2 separate regions of the Hordeum vulgare genome follow, and region 1 is linked to region 2. Evidence: chromatin contacts called from public Hi-C data. All regions are on one chromosome and are shown on one strand. The core of a region is the stretch at or near the end of the contact, and the rest is flanking DNA. Distances in the headings are between cores, read along the strand shown. Region 1 has its middle 290 kb from the start of LOC123444283. Region 2 holds the start of LOC123444278 (putative methyltransferase DDB_G0268948).

Region 1 (6,761 bases), core at 3,136-5,635, 520 kb before region 2:
GTCAGACCCTACTCCTGCTTCTCGATTGGTTGGGTGCAAAAGAGATTACAAGAGTGCCTCCCCTCTCTATGATTGCGGCACGTCCTCCTTTGTACTGGCCCTAGTCCTCTTCCCCCAAAAAATCCAGGCGAGAAGAGTTGTCACAACGGCCAGTTTTGAAGGGGGGCAGGATCGCAACCTATCCTCGCAAAAGTGGTCTCTGCGTGCAAAAGCTTCCTTTCATGATGCATTGGTGGGCTCGGGGATAACCTCTTGCCCTCGCGATCCTCCCGTCCTGGTCTTCTTGCACTGAAAAGGAAAAAACTTTAGGGATCGCTTTCGGGAACTCGTGTTTGCCCTGCTCCCTTGGCACAAAAGGGGAAAGCCTCCTTATCTCCGCCCGCTAGCACACCTCCTCGCACGACACGCGTCACTCACGTGGCACCGCAGGACCGTACGACCCCATCGAGCCACCCTTGGTCGGTCCGCCCTGCGAGAGCATCGAGGGATGCCTTGGGAGGCCCCCCTTGCGAGGCGGGGCTTGGCGCGGCACCCGACGATGCATGCAGGCATCCCGCTCGCGAGGCGGGGGTCCTTGCGGGGGCCTTGGGCGCGAGGTCCAAAGATGGATCATGTTTAGTCTTCGGCATGCGTTTCGCATGGGCCCGCAAAAAATGGGCCTGGATACCATCGGTCCCACGGTCCCGACAATAGTCGTGCCTCTCACGAAAGGAAAAAATGTGTTTTTTTTCATTTACAAAAGGCACGATTATGCCTCTCGCGGAAGTAAATTCGTGCCTCTCGCAGAAGCAAAACCATGCCTCTTGTGAAAGGTAAAAAATTGTTTTTTTGTTTCAAGGCACGGTCATGCCTCTCATGGAAGGAAAACACGTTTTTTATTCCTAAAGGCACAGTCGTTTCTCTCGTGAAAGCAAATCCAAGCCTCTCCTCGAAGCAAAACTGTGCCAATCAAGGAAGGAAAAAACACGTTTTTCACGCAAAAAAATGAAAAAATATTTTCCTCAAAAAGATAAGAAGAGTGGTGAAAAACCGGAAAGCTGAAAACCCCCAACAAAAAACCATCTAAAAAACCGAAAACGCGTGGTGAAAAATAATATAACAAACAAAATCTGGAGGAACCGTCCATGACACGTGGTGACGGCTAAGAATGCACCAAGTAACGACGTGTGAGAGTGACATTTGGAAGCCACTACAACCATTGAAACTTGTGACTAATAACAGCGCTCAAAATATAAAAACAAGTGGCCTCGCTATTTTTTATCACTTAGAATTTTTATTTATCTTAAATAAATCATGAATTTAACAAATTTCATCGACTTCGAGAGAAGGTTCATCATTTTTTTAAAGTATAAACACACTTTAAATTGGTCATCAAAGTTCATCATTATTTTACAAAAAATCATCGATTTTGTAAAGCGTTCATCAATATTGAAAAAAGTTCATCAATTTTGACAACAATATTCATCAAGTTTGATAAATATTTGATTTTGAGACGAAGTTCATTATTGCTGAAAAACAATTCTTTTAAAAAATGTCCATTGATTTCGAGAAAAAAAATCATGATCTTCGAAGAAAATTATAAACAAACTTTACAAAGTTCATTGAAGTTCATCATTTTGTAGAAAAAGGTCAATGATTTTATAAAGCATTCATCAATATACACAAAAGTCCATCGTCTTTAAAAAAATAACAAATTTGAAGAAACAAAAATCATCAATTTTGAAAAGGGTTCATCGAATTTTAAAAAGTTCATAGAAATTGAATAACTGATGAATTTTAGAAAATCATCGAATTTAGCAAATTTCTTCAAATTTGTTAGTTTCTATCAATTTTTTAAATATACATCAATATTAAGAAAAAAATATGAATGTGAAAACAATTCATTAAAGTTGAAAAAATCATCAAATTTGATAAAGTTCATTAAATTACAAAAAAATTATCATGTTTGAAAAATGCTGGCATATTTGAAGAAAGTTCATTGAATGAGAAAGAGGGAAGAAGAAAAAGAAGACGGAAAAAAGGAAAAGGAAAATGAAGAACAAAAAACATAAAAAAAGAAAACGAAAAATGGAAAAAACAACAAAGAAGGTAAACAAAAAATGGAAAAAGGTTTTTTTTTAGAAATATAGAAAATGTAATGAAGATAAAGAAAATATGGAAGTGCGCACATCAAGTTCGCATGGCGGATTGCTTATTGCGGTGTGGCACATGACATGTACAATAATGCTATTTTAGAAGTGTCACATAGGATAAATCCTGAAGTGAAGAGAGAGAATTCATAAGAAAGGTTTTTGTTTTTTCTTATTTAAGAGAAGACAATAGATGATCTCTTAGCATAATATGTCTTACTACATTTTTACAATAACTAGTTATTAAATATAAGGCTAAGAGATGACCCATTATAAAACTTTTTTATCATCTCTAAATTACATACAAAACTTAATATAAGACTATCTTATAAATTATTGTACAAGCCCTAAGAAAGTCCCGTGTTTGATTCTCAGTACCAGCGTATATTTTTATGGGCAGTCCTAATGGACGCATTCTGCGTCCAATAGGTGTGGCTTCGCACTCGGGAAGCCTACTCGCGGGTTTTGGCTGCTTGACGCTGGTTCACTTGTTTCTATGTATTGTTTTGTTGTTTTCTGCAGGTTCAGCTGTTTAAAAATACTACCAGGTATTTCACTGTTTCATAGAAACGCGTTATTAGGAGTTTCACTATTTGTTGGAAAAAAATCGAATTATGAACAAATTTATGAAACAGTGAATATTTTTTGAATTGTGAATAAATATTGAGACTGCAACATTTTTTAAACTGTGAACAAATTTTGAAATATCAATAAATTTTAAATTCGTCACCAAAAACTAAAATTATGAAAATATTTCAAACTGTGAACAAATTTGAAACCATAAACATTTTTTAAAACATGAACTTTTTTTTAAACGGGGAAAAAATTTGAAAGCGCAAACAATTTTTTAAAGAACAAATAATAATTTGAATCTTGAGAACATGTTTTGAAACCGAGACCAGTTTTGCAAACTCGTGAACAAATTTGAAAGCTCTAATATTTTTCAAAGTACAAACATTATTTCAATCTCGAGAACAAAATCTTGAAAAGGTGATTTTTTTTTTGAAAAATCGCAAACAAATTTGAAAAGCGTGACCAAATTTCTATTTAAAGCGAAAACATTATTCGAATTTAAAGAAGAATTTTCAAAAAAACATGAATTTTTTGGAAGCGTGAACATTTTTTGAATCTTGAGAACAAAATTTTGAAAAGGACAACAATTTTGAAAAATCCCAAACAAATTTGAAAGCATGATCACATTTTTTAAGCACAAACAATTTTTGAATTATGAGAACAAAATTTAAAAACAGAAATATTTTTATAAAATATGTAAAAAATCACTTTGAAAATCTCGTAATATTTTTTCAAATTCTGGAACATTTTTTAAAATTCCGGAAAAACTGTCAACTTCTGGAACATTTTTTTGAATTCTAGTACATTTTAACAAATTCCGGAACATTTGGCAAATTCAAGAACATTTTTTCAAATATGGAGCATTTTTTAATATGTGGAGCATTTTTTCAAATTCCGGAACATTTCTGAAATTCTCAAACATTTTACAAATTGCAGAAATTCTTTTCAAATTCCGGAACATTTTTTAAAATACCGGAATATTTTTCAAATTCCGGAACATTTTAAAATTTCAGAAACTTTTTTATAATTTCGGAACATTTTTTCAAATTCCAGAACATTTTTACAAATTCCGGTATATTGTTTGTATTTTCGGAACATTCTTTCAAATTTAGAACATTTTTTCAAACTCCGAAACATTTTTTCAGATTCTGAAACAGTTTTTTATATTCTAAAACTTTTTTTCAAATTCCGAACATTTTCCAAACTCCGGAACATTTTTTTCAAATTTCAAACATTTTTTCAATTTCTGGAACATTTTCCAAAGTCCGGAAGAAATTTTGTAATCGGAAACTTTTTTTCGAATTGTGAACAAATTTTGAAACCATGAACATTTTTCGAGTTGTGAACAAAGTTGGAATCTAGAAAAATAACCAAGTTTTGAAACTATGAATATTTGTTAAAAAAACTTGAGAAACTAAAACTATTAAAAAGAAAAAATAAAAAAGAAAGAAAAAGGATACAAAACAGAAGAAAAAACTGAAAAAATAGTGGATAACAAAAACGAACAGAAACAAAAAAAAAGGTTCAAGAACCTTATGGAAGGTCCACAAAACCGGAAAAAACCGCTTGAAACCTTCCAGCAGGTTCCCAAAACCGCAATCAGTGGAATCCTTATGGGCCATCCTGTCCCTTCATACGCCTGTGCGATACCCCGACACTTTGACGCAAGATGCGTCAAATAGCATTTTCCTATTTTTATGGTCTGAAAAACAGAAAAAAAATGGTCCTGCCCAGCGGGGAGGAGGGTTGTGCGTCCATTTGCAACGTTACGACTATTTCTCAGTTTAAGCTAGAAGGAAAGATTTGTCTAAAAAAAACTACTTTCTCCGTTCGAAAATAAGTGTCTTAAGCTTAGTATAATTCTTATATTAAAGGTAGTATAAAGTTGAGACAATTATTTTGGGATGGAGAGAGTAGATGAAAAGATCGTTCGCTTAGACTACGCTAATCGGGCAGGCACACTCACGAACGCATAGAGTAGGAGGAAAAACGCACTAACAGAAAATGGAACGCAGCTCGGATTCAAGCCGTCGTCTCTTGGCTTAGAGCAACTACATCAAGCCAGTAGATTGACTTTCGGTTCATGATAGTAGTAGCACAAATCGTACCTATAAAGAGGAAAAGAACCAGGCTTTCTCCAGGGTTTTCTCGTTTTCTTTTCCATTCTCCGGGTTTTTCCTTATTTTATTTCTTAAGCTTTTTTCATTTGGTTTATTTGCTTCATTTTTTGTTTTTCATTTTTTGTTTTTGTTCTTAGTTTCTTTTTTGTTTTTCATTCTAAATTCTTATATACAAGATCAATATTTTTTCGTGTTCACCATTTTTAAAATAATTATTCGACATTTTGTAAATACATGTTTAATATTTCTGTATACATCATAGATATTTTTCCAAATACTTGTTCAACATTTTCAAATACCTACTTGTTCAACCTTTTTCGCATACTCAATCAACCTTTTTCTAATACTTATTCAATATTTTTTAAATACTTGTTCAACATTTCCCTAATGCTTGATACCTTTTTTAAATACTTGTTCAACATTGTTCGAATGTCTATTCAAATTTTTCCAAAAAATATTTGTAGACTTTTGTAATAAATATATTTTAAATATTCTAAAGTATAAACAAAAAAAAATGGAAAACATAAAAAACCCAGAAAACAGGTTGTGGTCTAGCTCGCGTATGGGTCTGGACAGCGGGGAAGGGGGTTCTGCGCCCGTATGCTTTCCTATTTTACATTGAACTTTTAAAATTAAAAAAGTATTAGAAATTCAGAAAAATGTTGTTTGTTTTCAAAAATCCCGATAAAGTCCAAAAATATCCGTGTTTACGAACAAGTAATTAGTTTTTCGAAAAAATGTGCCCACGCAAAATCATTCATAGTTTCTGACATTTTGTATTATAATTTAAAGAAGTTTTAGTGTTCTAAATACATTCGTGTTTTCTAAGAAATGATTGCCTTATCAAAAAACATTTATAGATGCTCATAAAATCATATGTTAGAAAAAACATGTTCGTATTTTTTGAAAATGTTATCAAATTTTATTGAATGTTTACTTTATATAACAAATTCCATGTTTTCTAAAATATCAACCACAAATTCAAAAATGGTAGAAATAGATTGTGGGTTCAATAATTGCCTAAGAATCTTAGGGCGCTTGCTAGAGTGCCCTTGCGGATGAGACGACCAAGCTGGGGCGCCCCTATGCATTTGGTCGCCAATTTGATGCTAGCAAGTATCCCGCAAGCTTGTTAATGACCTAGCTTACAATCTGAGATTTTATTTTTTGATGGTACATTTTGGATTTCATCTACACGAGTTTTTCTATTTCTTCATTATTTCCTATCTTTAATTTTTTTGGTTTCTTTTTAATTTATGTAGCTTTTTATTTTTCATTTGCCCTTTTTTGTCCTTTCGTTCCTTTTCCCTTTCCTTTTTCTTTTTTTGCCATAATCATTTTTCTTTGTGATCATATTTCCTCAAATTTTGAACGATTTTTAAAAATCATGAACATTCTAGAATTCATGAAGATATTTCAAATTCATGAACGTATTTTAAAATCCTAAACATATTCGAGTTGATGACATTATTTTTTCAAATTTTATAATTTGGTTTAAAATATCACAAACATTTTTGTTAAACACATGAAAAATTATTTTGAATCGGAGAACATTTATCGAGTCCATGAAATATTTTCCAAAATTAGGGAACAATTTTTGTAATTCATCAACATTTTTTGAATCAGGGTACTTATTTAAAATTGATGAAATTATTTCTAATTCATAAAAACATTGAATTTCTGAACATTTTATAAATTTTATAAACATTATTTTAATTTTCATAACATTTTTTTGAATACAAATATTTTTTATCCAGGGTTGGGCTAATTTTATGATATGTGAGGGCTTTTTGTAATGGGATGGTGATTCTGATTGCATGGTTTTTTTATACATGAATAGAAGAAGAGGAGTGGTTCTCCTTGGTATTCGTATTGGGTGCAACAATATGTTGCATTACATAGATGAGCTTTTTAATGACCCGCAAGTATAAAAAATCAA
Region 2 (6,758 bases), core at 2,709-5,208:
CAAAATAATAAAGAAGAAAATGCTTTTGAAAGAGAGCAACAGGGATCGACCTCGAGTATCCCAGGTTGAAGAGCATGGCTCAAGCCATTCGGACGCTCATGGGTCTGTATTTTATTTAGGGATTATTTTATATTGAACATACATGACCGCCTGAACTGAAAAGAAAAGAAAAGAAAACGATTCTTTTTTTTCACTTACGGGTGGCATAGGGCCGTAATTCTTGCAATCTTTAGGCGCAAATTTCGCGACGTACCGCAGAAGCATTAATTGCTTTATTATTAGGGAAAGATTTGAACCTAAACCTTTTTTTGAGTTTGAAGAATAATTTTTAAAAATCAAGATTTATTTTTGAATTTATGAACAATGCTTGAAAAATGCCAAAAAATTTAAATCTGGAACATTTTCTAAAACAAGAACATTTTTCAAAAATTAAGAACAATTTTAGAACACGAACCTAGTTTCACAATTAAACAAAATTTTGATATCTCGAGTTCTTTTGAATATACAGCACATTTTTTTGAAAATACCGACATTATCTTAAAATATCATCATTTTTTTAAATACCGAACATTTTTGGAAAATCGCAAACATTTTTTGAAGTTATGAATCTTTTCTTAAAAACGGCAACTATTTTAAATTTAGAACATTTTTTAAAAAAGCTAAAACATTTTCCGAATTTGAAGAACAATTTTTGAAAATCAAGAACATATTTTGAGAATCCTGAAGATTTTTTGAAGTTAGGAATGTTTATGAAAATGGAAACTTAATTGAAATTTAGAACACTTTTTGAATTTGAAGAACATTTTTTGTAAATCCAGAAAAGTTTTCTGAGAATACAAACATTTTTTATATTTATGAACATAGTTTTAAAAATGACAATTTTTTTGAATTAAGAACATTTTTTAAAAGCAGGACATTTGTCGAAATTTAGGAACAATTTTTAAACATGAACTTAGTTTAAAAATTAAACAAAATTTGATATTTTTGAACAGTTTTTGATAATACCAAACACTTTCTGAACTCATGCTTCCCCCGGTCGGCTAGGCCCGGGGGCAGCCAGCGTGAGGTTGTGGGCCGCGTTGAACTCGTGTCGAGCGGCCTCGAACTCGCGCTGGATAGCCTCGAGCGCTTTCGCCTCCGCGAGCACACGCTGGCGGCGGGTGTCCAGTTCCGCGGTTGCGGCCGTAGGGTCGGCCACAATCGGGATTTGCTCGTGCAGTGTGTCCACTGCGACGCGAAGCAGGGTCCGGTACGCTGATGTACTACCCAGCGAGATGATAGACATTACCTCCACGTGGGTGCAGAGGTCGTCGAGGTTGATGGAGAGGTCGTCGTTGTCAGACGATGGCAGCTCGTCGCAGTTGAGCACCTCGGCGGGGTACTCGTCGAGGACGACCGCGACGTAGACATGGTGCGAGCCGAATGGGACGATGGAGCCATCGATGGGGAAGTCCACGTCCTCGAGGCAGTGGGCATTGTCGTTGACGCAGTCGAGCGCCACCGTAGCCCATGACAAAGCCGTGCGCCACGAGCACGTCAAAAAGGGTGAAGGGTCCCGCCCGAAACGTTACTCCGGCCGACGTTGCTATCGGGCCCATGGTGAGGCCAACTGTCGTGGTATTTCCACGACAGATGCGAGGGGATGACTTAGTTCGTAGTTTGGGACTGACGTGCGCCGGCGGCGTCTGGGAACAGATGAAGGTGCAAGACATATGACGTCGATCTATCCAGGTTCAAGGCCCTCCGATGAGGTAAAACCCCTAATCCTGCTCGTGTGACTATAGGTGATCACAATATAGGCGCGTCCTTAAGCTGTTCATGAGTAGAAAGATAGAGCTCTCGCTACGAGTCTCGCTACCTCTATGGGGTGTGTAATGTGGAGTGTTGTGAGTATTCGGGAGCAAACCAACCCCTCTATGTGGGGGCTAGGGTTTGGATTACAATAGTGGGGGAAAAGAAGGGTCGGGACCCGGCTGCGAGCCTCTCTGGCTGGCTGTGGGCCCATCTGTTGTCGAGTATTGTCTGACACGGACCCGCTGGTCAAGCACCACAGCGGTAAGCACGCCGGTCGTCAAGGAGTTGGTAGGCACAGGCTTTGCTAGAGAACGGGCTCGCCCAATCAGCCTCGAAAGTGATCGATGACCCTATAGCCTTGTCATGCTTGCATCATGGTGTCGATGCCCCTATAGCCTTGTCATGCTTGCATCATGGCGCCCTGTAGCCTCGTCGGATCTGTCAACACGCACTTTAACCATGCATGCTCCTTCAAGGGATTGTCATCGTACGCTAGTACGGGCGTTGACCCGCCGGCTATCGTTGGCGCTAGCCGGCCAGCAACACGACGGTGAGACGAACCGCAGCCGACGCCTAAATGTGTTGGAGTGAGATTTCCTCCACTTTGATATACCCGGCGCCATTACCCCGTCATGAGGCGAACCAACAACTTTGCTTTGATAGTAGAGATTTTGAAACGGATGGAGTAATAAGCAGTCAACTTTTACTCTACTCCCTCCGTTCCTAAATATAAGTTTTTGTAGAGATTTCACTAGTGGGCTACATACGGATGTATATAGACATACTTTAGAGTATATATTCAATCATTTTGCTCCGTATGTAGACCCTTAGTGAAATCGCTTAAAAGACTTATATTTAGGAACGTACATGTTATTCTGACCAAGAGAAAACAAAGGTCACTGATCACAATTCACCACACCCAGCAGCTCATCATCACGTCACATGGGCCTCCCAGCCAGCATGAAGGCCTTGAACACAAGCTTCCTGGGCACCGTCGGCAGATCCCCCCACCCCTCTTCCATCTCCTTCATCACATCCTTCACCAGCGCCTCCAGGTCCACCCCTCTCTCCCTGGCCGTCGTCGCGACGGAGCCGGTCATCACGAACCCGGCCAGGTCCTCCAGCGTCATCTCCGCCTCCATGTCGACATCGGCCGGCTCGCCCTCGCGGCCCACCCCGACGGGCTCGAAGGGGAACGGCAGCTCGTGGTACCGCTCCATGGCCAGCCTCGTCCTCGGGTCCATGTACGGCCGCATGGCCGGGTACAGCGTCCCCTGCAGCTTCTCCCCGAACGGGTGGATGTCGTAGTTGTACCCCCACACGGCGAGCACGCCGCCGGGCTTCTTGAGGGCGCGGTTCACCACGGCGTAGAAGAGCGGGACGTCGAACCAGTGGATCGCGGTCGCCACGACGACCAGGTCCAGGGAGCCCTCGCCGCCGACCAGCGCGACGAGCTCGTCCTCCGGGAGGCCCTCCGGCGTGTGCAGGTACCGCACCTTGGGGTGCGCGATGGCGTGGCGGAGCTGGCCCTCGCTCACGTCCGTCGCCACCACGCCGTCGTAGTGCTCCGCGATCTGAGGAGGAGGGAGGGGGGTTCGTTTTTTCAGGTGCTCGCTCGACTCATCTCAGAGTTCAGATCAGACAAACAGACGGCGTGGCTTAAAGGGTTGGAGGCTTACGCTGACGGAGGCCTGGCCGCTGCCGCAGCCGGCGTCCCAGGCGCGGCGGTGGCCGGCGGTGAGGGAGGCGAGCTTGGAGAACCACTCCTCGGGGTACCGCGGCCGCTTCTCGGCGTACGTCTCCGACGGCTTCTCATACAGCCCCGCCATTCTTGTGCTCTGCTATCAACCGTCGGTCTATAAAGTGCGAATTGCAGTTGAAGGGCTGGATCTGGATGGAATTTATAGACTATTATCACGGAGGTCAGAGTCAAAGTCAAAGTCAATGTGGTCACATGATCCATATAAAAATGTAGCCATGAATTATCCACTACAGTAGGAATCTAGGATTCAGAATTGTAAACTGCAGCAATTTGTTTCTCAGACTTTACACTGCCACGTATCCATTGGAACGCATCACATCTGAATGAAACCTGTGGGTTTCGGGTATAAAGCAGGTCAACCAGACGTATGCGACTTTGCTTACTCCAGCTTGTGTGGTGCACACCATTTTTGCTTCGCCAACATGATTGTATGCACCGAACTGAACTATCTGAGCATCCACAATATGCTTCAGCACCCATAAGACCATATCTAACAAACACTGTAAAATCACGACATGTAAACGTGTACCGTTTTACAATTCGATAAAGTAAGGTTTTACGGGACGAAATGTTGCGTTGCAGACCCTGTATATGAAATTATAAAATTTGAAGAAAAAAGTGCTCGCGGGAAGCAACTACTACATCATTCATCGAACATAGGCATGGTTATTGTAAAAATTACATCAGTTCTTCATCAAACTACATTAGTTCGGCATACTACTACTAGGGGGAGGGTCTGAGGGCCGTGCAACGTACCCGACCCAATGCTACCAAAAAGGACGGGTGCGGCGACGACGGCGCGGCGGAGGAGCAGGAGGAGCTTACTCCTCATCGGAGGTGGAGTCGAGGTCGATCCACATCTTGTCCTGCTCGGCCTTCAGGATGCGCAGGTCCGCCTCCTTGGACACACTCGCCTGCGACGCCGTGACCCCTTGCTCGAGGAAGATCTGCTCGATCTCCAGCTAGCGACGGTTGCGCGCGGCGTCCTCCACCGCTTCCCTCACCGAGCGCTCCATGATGGCGCATGAGGTGATCCTCCCACCCCGAGGGGGGAGGTAATCCTCGGGGTCGATGACCCCTCCACGCAGCTCGTCGACGTCGTCCTCGAGCTTGACGGCGAGCGGCCCAAGCTCCTCCGCCCTTCTCCTCACCGGAGTTATGGTCCGCGAGGACGACGCGCCCGCGAACGAACTCCCAGCAGCAAAGGAGCCGACGCGTCGAGCCGCGAGCTCGTACGCCTCGAGCTCGTGACGCTCGAAAGCCTGCGGCGGCCGGAGGCCATACTTCAGCCACCTCCGGGATCCCGGCTTGCGTGCGGCGTCGGAGACGCGGCGGCGACGACGCTCGGCGTCATCCCCTCCATTTCCATGGCCGTCCATGGTCGGGACAGCCCGCTGGTGGTTTTTTTGTCTCGCCGACGACGAGAAATTAGGGCGGAGTGGGTGTTTGAATCGCGGCGGAGCTACGGTGATGGAGGTTAGGGTTCGACCCGTAAACGCGCTGTAAAACCATATATATGCCGGCTCGAGGGGTCTTTTTGCGGGCCGCGGTAAAAAATTTACGGGCCGAACATACGAGACAGGGTCTGTTCTAACCACTAAAACAGACCAAACCCGTATACTGGCCGGAATTTTGCAGGTTCGACCCTTTTACGGTGTCTACTAGGATGCTCTAAGTGAGAACACTTCAAGATGCTTAAACATTACAACAACACATGCATTAACTATTTAGTACTCCCTTCGTTCCTAAATATAAGTCTTTCTAGAGATTTCATCTAGAGACTACACACGAAGCAAAATGAATGAATCTATATTCTAAAATATGTTTATATGCATCCGTATGTAGTCTTCTAGTGAAATATCTAAAAAGACTTATATTTAGGAACGGAGAGAGTATTTGGTTCATTGGTTATCTACAAACTAATGGCTTGTTTTGACTACAGGTTTACAACAGGCAGTAAAAGATATAAGCACCGTAACAACAGGCGTCACATAACACTCTCCTATAAATGTACAAGTTTCTACGAGCAACGTTTACTGCACAAGGTAATTGTACAGCGGACGAAATGGGGCATCAGCAGACTGCAGAGAGGCTGTTGTTGGAGATCGGGGACAGTGGGACTGGCATAGCGAGCACAGGATGCGGGCCTATGTCCTGCTATGTGTGAGCATCCAGGATTTATACAGGTACTGAAGACACCCCTTGAACACCGCATGCTCTCAACCTGTCATGATGAGAAAAGCAGAAAACCCAATTGACAATTTGGAAACACAGGAGAGTTTTACTGAACAATCTTGTATCGAATTAGTTTATTTATTGACTTGGAACCCTTTATCTATGTTATTAAGCATTGGGCATGATGATGGCAACAAGAAAGGTGATGTATTATATGACAAGTAGCAGTATATGTAAGAATGAGAAAATATACCTACCAGTTACAAATAAGTTCCATTTGGCAAGATGCGCCGCCATTCTTTACAGCCGTGTAAGTAGAGGTGCACATGTACATCAGTTGGGAAAGAAATTTCCCCTTTCATGCTGTGTGAACAATTCATCAGAGAATTCTCTGCATAATATCAGCTTCTTTTCCTGGAGCAATCTGGTAATGCAGCCGTGAACCTTCGGGAGTTCCCAAAGGCGCACCCGTGCAGGAGCAGTTGTCAACCATAAAAAGCTCCCATTTCTTGATACCACATTTCTCCAAAGCAGAGTCCAATCTTGGGTTGTCCCCATCAGGATAAGACCCATCAGGGGTAACAAGCACTGCTCCAGTGTATGATTGTCCAGCAGCCTGAGCAGCTCCATGGTAATGGAACAGACCCCAGCTGAAATCATCCGAAACATCGACAACTGTCCAAAACTCTTTTGAAACCACACCATTATCCAGCACACTGAAATAAAATGTACCAGGGATGCTAGCTCTTTTCACTCTGTACTTTCTACGCCTCCAAACCAGCTTCCCTTCCAGGGTCCTGACCTGAAAAATTGGCTCATACCAAAATGAACCTTTAGCTTTCCCTCTGTAGAATAATTGATACTGGCATGGGAATTGGTCATATGCTGGATTTTGTCCAGCTACAACTCTCCAACTCCACTCCAAGCTGTCCAGCCAACCGACAAACAAATCTTCCGCAACTTCATGGCTAAGCTTTTCTTCTCTGAACACTGATAGCGGGGTTACAGAGGGTTTACTAGGGATCTC

The links. Hi-C and Micro-C count contacts between places; a contact is called where the count stands out from the background.
Region 1: a contact with region 2 is called in a Hi-C map of leaf, with 6 times the contacts expected there. The contact joins the enhancer-like site here to the promoter of LOC123444278 in region 2. A contact is called at or near these places in 3 of 6 Hi-C or Micro-C datasets (leaf and seedling).

What each region holds. Positions count from the first base shown.
Region 1 is chr3H:463,895,720-463,902,480 of MorexV3_pseudomolecules_assembly, reverse strand. No RefSeq gene overlaps it. Among protein-coding and RNA genes, the nearest start is that of LOC123444283, 290 kb to the left of the region's middle. Within about 2 kb of position 4,385, at least 2 of the 3 cell types and tissues checked have open chromatin away from gene starts, as enhancers often do. A contact at or near this core is called in leaf, where this site is marked.
Region 2 is chr3H:463,378,130-463,384,887 of MorexV3_pseudomolecules_assembly, reverse strand. It overlaps LOC123444278 (putative methyltransferase DDB_G0268948), which reads right to left and starts at 3,958. Exons shown (of 2, transcript XM_045120956.1): 1 at 3,474-3,958; 2 at 2,626-3,368. The coding sequence starts at 3,623. The coding sequence ends at 2,733. LOC123444277 (violaxanthin de-epoxidase, chloroplastic) reads right to left here. Exons shown (of 3, transcript XM_045120955.1): 2 at 5,989-6,758; 3 at 5,415-5,780. The coding sequence ends at 6,111.